Regions from separate parts of the Drosophila melanogaster genome. Here region 1 is linked to region 2. Evidence: chromatin contacts called from public Hi-C data. All regions are on one chromosome and are shown on one strand. The core of a region is the stretch at or near the end of the contact, and the rest is flanking DNA. Distances in the headings are between cores, read along the strand shown.

Evidence for each region. A called contact is a pair of places that touch in the nucleus more often than the background predicts.
Region 1: a contact with region 2 is called in a Hi-C map of the Kc167 cell line, with 5 times the contacts expected there. A contact is called at or near these places in 3 of 107 Hi-C or Micro-C datasets (the Kc167 cell line, the ML-DmBG3-c2 cell line and the S2 cell line).

Annotation. Positions count from the first base shown.
Region 1 is chr2L:8,945,776-8,949,095 of dm6, forward strand. CG46397 reads left to right here and starts at 1,491. Exons shown (of 2, transcript NM_001382136.1): 1 at 1,491-1,573; 2 at 1,632-2,096. The coding sequence starts at 1,531. The coding sequence ends at 1,786. The region is part of intron 1 of C1GalTA (Core 1 Galactosyltransferase A); the gene reads right to left.
Region 2 is chr2L:8,480,751-8,484,055 of dm6, forward strand. It overlaps CG43796, which reads left to right and starts at 1,624. Exons shown (of 1, transcript NM_001273325.1): 1 at 1,624-2,255. The coding sequence starts at 1,728. The coding sequence ends at 2,111. dachs (dachs,) reads left to right here. Exons shown (of 9, transcript NM_001201801.2): 4 at 2,380-2,666; 5 at 2,816-3,305. It overlaps tRNA:Asp-GTC-1-2 (transfer RNA:Aspartic acid-GTC 1-2), which reads left to right and starts at 1,027; the gene lies at 1,027-1,098. It overlaps tRNA:Asp-GTC-1-3 (transfer RNA:Aspartic acid-GTC 1-3), which reads right to left and starts at 1,405; the gene lies at 1,334-1,405.

The sequences.
Region 1 (3,320 bases), core at 241-2,740, 460 kb after region 2:
CATTGCTGATAAATATTTATTTCAGAAAACATTTCAATTTTTCTATATTTGCTCGTTTTAAGTTTTGCACGTGTCTGTTTTTTCGCGTTCTTTCCTTCCGAGATTACTGCACTACGTTGCCTTTTCGCCGTACGTAAACATTGCAAAAAGAAAAGGCAGAAAAATCAAGAGTCTGCGCAAAGAATATTTTGCTTTTTTCGAGTTTGTGTCATAAAACTAGCGGACAACATAGAGAATCTCATGGGATTTTGGACACTAAGTATTTTGCCTATTCTGTGGCAAAGTGCAAATAGAAACGCAATTAAACTTTTGACACCGTAATAAAGATAACTTTTTCGTCATGGGTTTCTTTTAGTTTCAGAGTTTTGTTTAGTTAGCAATCAGCTAAACAGGTACTAAAACAATATAATTGAATGGTTTTCGTTGGTGTCGTTGAACTAGGCACACAACTAGTGATAATTACTTAATAAATGTTAATTAATTAACTATATTTCAACTAAATGGCTTTGTAAGTGCATAAGGAATGAATGACTTCACTTAGTGGCCAAAAATAAACTTTATTTTCGAATAATTACTTGCAGTCGTCACATTTGTTAGAACAATTAAATCTTCGATTCGAGCACGAAAATCGTTTTTGTTTTGTCCCGTCGCAGTCATTGTTTAGTGAATCTTCTATTTAGCACTTACTCAATAATTTTGTTTGCATGGATAAAACAATTAAATTGGTAGCAAGACCAGCAGGCGAATGCAAACCAGCTGCGCCAACCAAAGTAAATCAATCTTTTCTGCAGTTTTGCACCCGCACGAGTCGGCACTTGGTTAATAAGTGCGGCTAGAACTCCGAAATGCAGATGGTTTTTAAGCAATGTACGCTTTGTTCTCTTTTCATTTTTCGCTGTAGTTTCCACTTATCTGTGAAATAAATGTAAAGCAAGAAAAGTGTCTTGCTAATGCATGTAGATATGCATATGGGGTGGCATGGGCATTTGGGTAATTGATTTTCGGCGAATGACATGGTCGTGGAAATTAGTATGGCCGGCTCTTATCATTTTCCATACAACCGCAACTTATCAGCAATGTATTATTATTTGTTATCACCAACGTCCATTGCCGATTACTTTGGTTATGTGCTAATAACAATTTCTGGGTCAATTTCCGTTGGCTACGATATAATTTCGGACTTATAGTCTATTTGCAGCATACAGATAATGATTTCGGAGAATTGCTCTAGCATATTTGAAGTACTCATTCCTGGCAATAACATTAGCAGTATTAGCAGTATCTATAGATACTGTATATTACAATACTTTTTAAAAGTTTAAACATAACAAATGTCGTATTGAACGTAGTTCCACTTCTGGGCTATTGTTGTTCACTTTTTGCCTTTTTTACTAGGGATCACTGTATGTATGAATGGTTGGTTAGGCGTAGCTTTTGTTTGATCAGTTGGTGGTTTTTTAAAGTCGATAGTTCAATTTGACTTTATATCTCATTTGGAACTCTGTCATCAAAGTGTTAAGTGTGATAAAAATGATATCGTCTAGTCCTAAACTGCCTTGGTTCACCGGCAAGGGTTTGCTGAGTTCATACATTTAACAAGCAGGTTTTTATAAACATTATGTGTTTTTTAGTGCCGCCCAGCCAAATGATTCTGACCATTTTTCTGTGCTTAGCCGTATTTTACGGCCTGGCTAAACTCATCGCCATTCCGCTGCGCATCGATGACTTCGACAGCTTCAGACCAATTCACACCGAGGATATGCAGTCACCAGGTCAAGGATTTTGAAAATCTGAGATAGACCCCTGAGCCCAGCAATTATCAATTGTAAACTGGGAATGCAATGCTAGGTTGTGTGGGTGGCACATCAGAGACCAGTGTGTTTGCCCGACTTGCTTGGCGCTTTGCAATTGCAATTGTAATTTGCAAATTAATTAAATTTAAGCATGAACAACATGTCAGACCGACATCGCCGCTCCAATCTAATGTACAATAGCAATTAAACGCAATTTAACCGCGTATTTGCTTATCATTGTAGTCTACTGATCAGATTCGAACGCCTTTGGGATGCCCGATTTGCGTGGAGTGAATAACAAACAAAAGTTTGCGAATCGTGGCAAATATTGTATTTACAAATGTTCTAATATTAGATCCATTGCCGATCCAAAAACTATTCCCATGCACTGCAGCGGCCAATTGAAAAATTACTTGTCGAGCAAAAAAGAAAATTATATAATCACATACTGTTCGGTAGCACGAATATGAACGTGTATATAATTCATACTGTCTGGCAATTCTATTTCAGTGATCTATTTGATATCCATGGTGATTAGCTTTATTCGTGCTATTACGTATTTTAGTTGTTATCTTTGAAATTTCGGTGTTTGTGGCGTACTCAGATAAAGCCAAAGATAATAAAACATTATAACACCAGTTTGTCTCGTCAAAGATGTAGTACCTTGCACAGATAATAAAAAAAAATATTTTGTGGCATTGTAAAGCTTAAAAAATTCCCTCAATGTGTGTGTGTAGAACCCTTGACATAAAACGTTTACCTCATCATAACTCAAATAGATAAGCATAACTATATTTATGGGTTTTTCAAAACCAGCTTAATATTGTAGTTAAGTTTTCCCAAAAGTCAACTTATGTAGCTTAAATTCTTATTCACTATATATGTATAATAATAATAATAATCTAGTTCTTAACTAATTCATCGAGAGCGCGTAATGGAGCACCTGTTAATAGAAATTAAGCTAAACTAAATTTATTATTATGTCATTCAGTTAATAGAGTGCCTTTTGCTTTTTTGCTGCCCTATACTCAGACTAGCGTGACAGTCCATTCATCGTAATTTAAAAAAAAAAATGTAAAAACAGAATGGGCCAGAAAGACAAACTAAAACCAGAAACCAAACCAATTGTACAATTGTTTTGTTTGGCCGCTTTTCATCTGCGGTCAATAAAATCAGCCACGCTCTGCGATCCCGCAAATATTTTAATTCAGTTATTGTATTTTATTTTTGGAGCCCGTATAAGCAAAGTACCCTGTACTTAATGTTTTGGCTCTATGATTCTCGTTTTATTTCAATTCACTTTCAGTAACTTCCCTTTCAGATAAACAATACAGTAAGGACTGGCACAATGATGTCGGCAGCTGTTTATCAAAGTGGAACTGGACTGCGGAATTGTTATCAGGCACAAAAAAAAAACATGGCATTCGTTTTTAAAACTCTGTTTCTTTGTTCATCGTGTAATAGTACAATACAGCAAATGAAAATGGAAATATTAATATGATTCATATAACGAACGAATGAGAAAAG
Region 2 (3,305 bases), core at 374-2,873:
GTGGCTTTTGTCTTATTTCTTGAGTGCAACTTTGGGCCACAGAAAGCACTAAAAAAAACAACAACATCAAAACTGGTTTCCTCTGTCTGAGCTCAAGTCATCAATGATATTGTTTTTTGTATATTGTCGACTCTGATTTTGTTATAAGCCTTCCAGCTTGCCTCTCTGTTTTGGCTCACCGACACATGGGTCGAAGGTATATACCTTTGGTAGTAGTACTCTGCATCCAAGCTTTTCTCCGTTTTTCATTAGCTAATTAATTTGATTTCCCGCTGAAGGCTGTAAAAAATAGTAGACAAGTTTCTGAAACGCATAAGCTTAATAAAATCTTGTTAGCTTGTCAGCGTTTTTCGTGGTGTTGGCTTGTAACAATGACCTCTCGGCCCTGTTTTGAAAGTCTTCATAAATCAGTTGGCATTATTAGCTGTTCGTCGAGTCTGCCCATTGATCTTCTATTCTGGATGTACACACGTCTTTGAAATTTTGTAGTCACCTGCCGCCAATTTGTGTTTCATCTTAGCGCTTTCGGTGTCTCTATTTTTCGTTAACTCCGGCGAAATTAGTTCATTAACATTTTATGTAAATGCTCACCATCTATATCTATTAAAATGACTTTTTCTGCTCCTCTGGCACAAGCCTACCAAAGCGATTCGCGTGCACAAAAGTCTGTTGGCCCGGGCGAAATTAATCGATGTGAATTGATTTTCGTTGTATTGAGTTGTTAATTAGAACTAATTAAATTCCTTTTCGCCATAATGAAGATTTCCATATGGTCTGCTGATTATATGTTTTTAATAGAGAGCCAAAGGCTTAATGCATGTAACTGCAATAAAGGTGTATTTATTCAAGCAATAGCTTAACCAAAAGATTAAGACACCTGTCTTTATTATTTACTTTATTTATAGTACTTTCAATGTGTACCAAAAATCTATTTAAACCAACATCTATTTTAGCAATAATTTAATCTACCGGGATTCAAGTGAAGCACAGATTTAGAATAGAACTATTGGCAGGCGAAATTCAACGTCCTCGATAGTATAGTGGTTAGTATCCCCGCCTGTCACGCGGGAGACCGGGGTTCAATTCCCCGTCGGGGAGACGATTGTCAATACTTTTTTTTTATTAAAATCTTATTTAAAGAAAAGCACATCCCTAAAACATGTTACAATTTTTGGAACTTTTGTAAAACAAAAAGATGGATATAAAAATATAATTTCAATGATCATATTGCCAAGTTTATGCATTATCTTTCTTTATATAAATTTGCAAGAAAAATATTCACTTATTCTCTTGTAATTACATATATGAGCTAAAAAGAAAGGAAATATCCCATCTCCCCGACGGGGAATTGAACCCCGGTCTCCCGCGTGACAGGCGGGGATACTAACCACTATACTATCGAGGATGTTGCGCGCCGATTGCCAATAGTTCTATTTCAGATTCTTCGGTGCTCTCAGTGCAAATTATTGTGCTAAGAATTCAAGGAAACATAAATAACCTATTTTTGGAAAATTTCTTAAATAGCCCAACTTATCAAAACCACCCAAATATTTGAAGGTGTCTTTATTTGAACCTTCTAATTTATCACACTTTCCGTGAATTACCAGTCATTGGCTGCACTCTTTGACAGACAATTCATTAGGTTTCAAGAGCTTTCTTTTTCTTTGTTGACTTTCATATACATAAACTTGTTAAATATGAGAAAGGAACCAATTCCTGAAGTAGACATGAGGATGGTGGCCAAAAACGCGGAGGTTCATCGACGAGGCATTTTGGGTTTTGCTCCCCGGATCGGATTGGTCAATGTTGACTACGACGATCTGGACAGGATTGACAACTTCTATTTGGAGACCCAGAGGTATCGGGACTATTACCGCGATCCGCACAACATTCTGCACAAGCCGGAGCGTTTTCGGCAACATCAGGGAAAATGCTCAATTAAACTGGACACCAGTGTCCAGAACTTGACCAGGCCGATCCGTTGGGTCAAAGAGAAAATGCCTGTGCTCTATCCTCCTTCAAGGGACACTGCGATGATGTTGGGCACACCGATATCATCTAGGATCATAGGCCAATACAACAAGTCGACTTGCGCATCTTTTCTTCATTAGACAAATTGAATTTTAAGCGGCGGCAGGCGAACTGAGATTCCTTGCGAAGTCTTTATTTCCAATTAAGTTGAATGCACTTAGTGGTCCGAAAGGCGCACGCAGATCATCTCAGTTCATCTGTCCACCGAAGGCAGAGCTCGGAATAAAATCAAAAGTATTAATTGTCTATTAAAAAAAAATTTTGAATGATAAACAAGACTATTTCACTTTTCGTCGGTGTTGTAACCAACAATGTAATAAAACAATAACTTTATCCGCTTTTCTTCAGATGCATCTTCATCCAACGAGGCAGTTCATCTGCAGCAGCGGCTCAAAAGCCTGAGCACCGAATTGGTGACTCTGCGAAACCGCCTGCATGTGGGTCATGGACCGGGTCAGGGTCAGAGCCAGGGAAATGGCGCGCAGCCCGTCGCCCCAGCTCCCAATGCGGGTCCCAAGGCCAACAACTTTGACCTAAACGCATCCAGTCCGAATCTCAATCTGAGTTCCAGCGGCGCAGGACTTTCAGCCAGTGCAGTTCAGCAACACACCAATGGACATCACACGACATCGAAGGTAAGTTATGGTATTTAAACATATTCTAAAACTAGGACCCTACTCTAGTATATACAAATCTTAAATCGAACTGTAAGAGCAACAAGCTTGTCCACATTCGATTTCCTTTGATAAAGATGTTTATTTCTCTTCACTCCTCACTCTTATAGAATCACAGCTTCAGCCACACATTGCCCGCAAACTCGGGCTCTGGTGGAGGAGGAGGCGCTGGAGGAGGCGCCGTTGTGTCGGCGAGGAACACGTCGATTCCACATCCACTTCCGCATCAGTTGGCCGAGAAGCCGGGCCTGTCGCATCAGCAGAGTGGCAGCGGACATGGTCAGTCCACCGGGACACTGCCACATATGAGCGGCATGGGAAGTATCCTGGGGCAAAATTCCCATTCCCATGCACCGGTCAACAACAACAGCAACAACTCCAACACGCTGCCCATGCGCACCTCCAACTCCGGACACCTGGGCATCAATGGCGGAGGCGTTGGCCACCATCTCAGCCACGCCCACAGCCAGCAATTGCCATTCATCCCGCAGTCGAAGCACACGAATCCCTGCCAGAGTGTGAAGACTCTGCCCTTTGGATTCGGATTCTCCGAAAGTCAGCAGAAGATGCAACAGCAGCAGCAACAGGGCAACTCCTCGC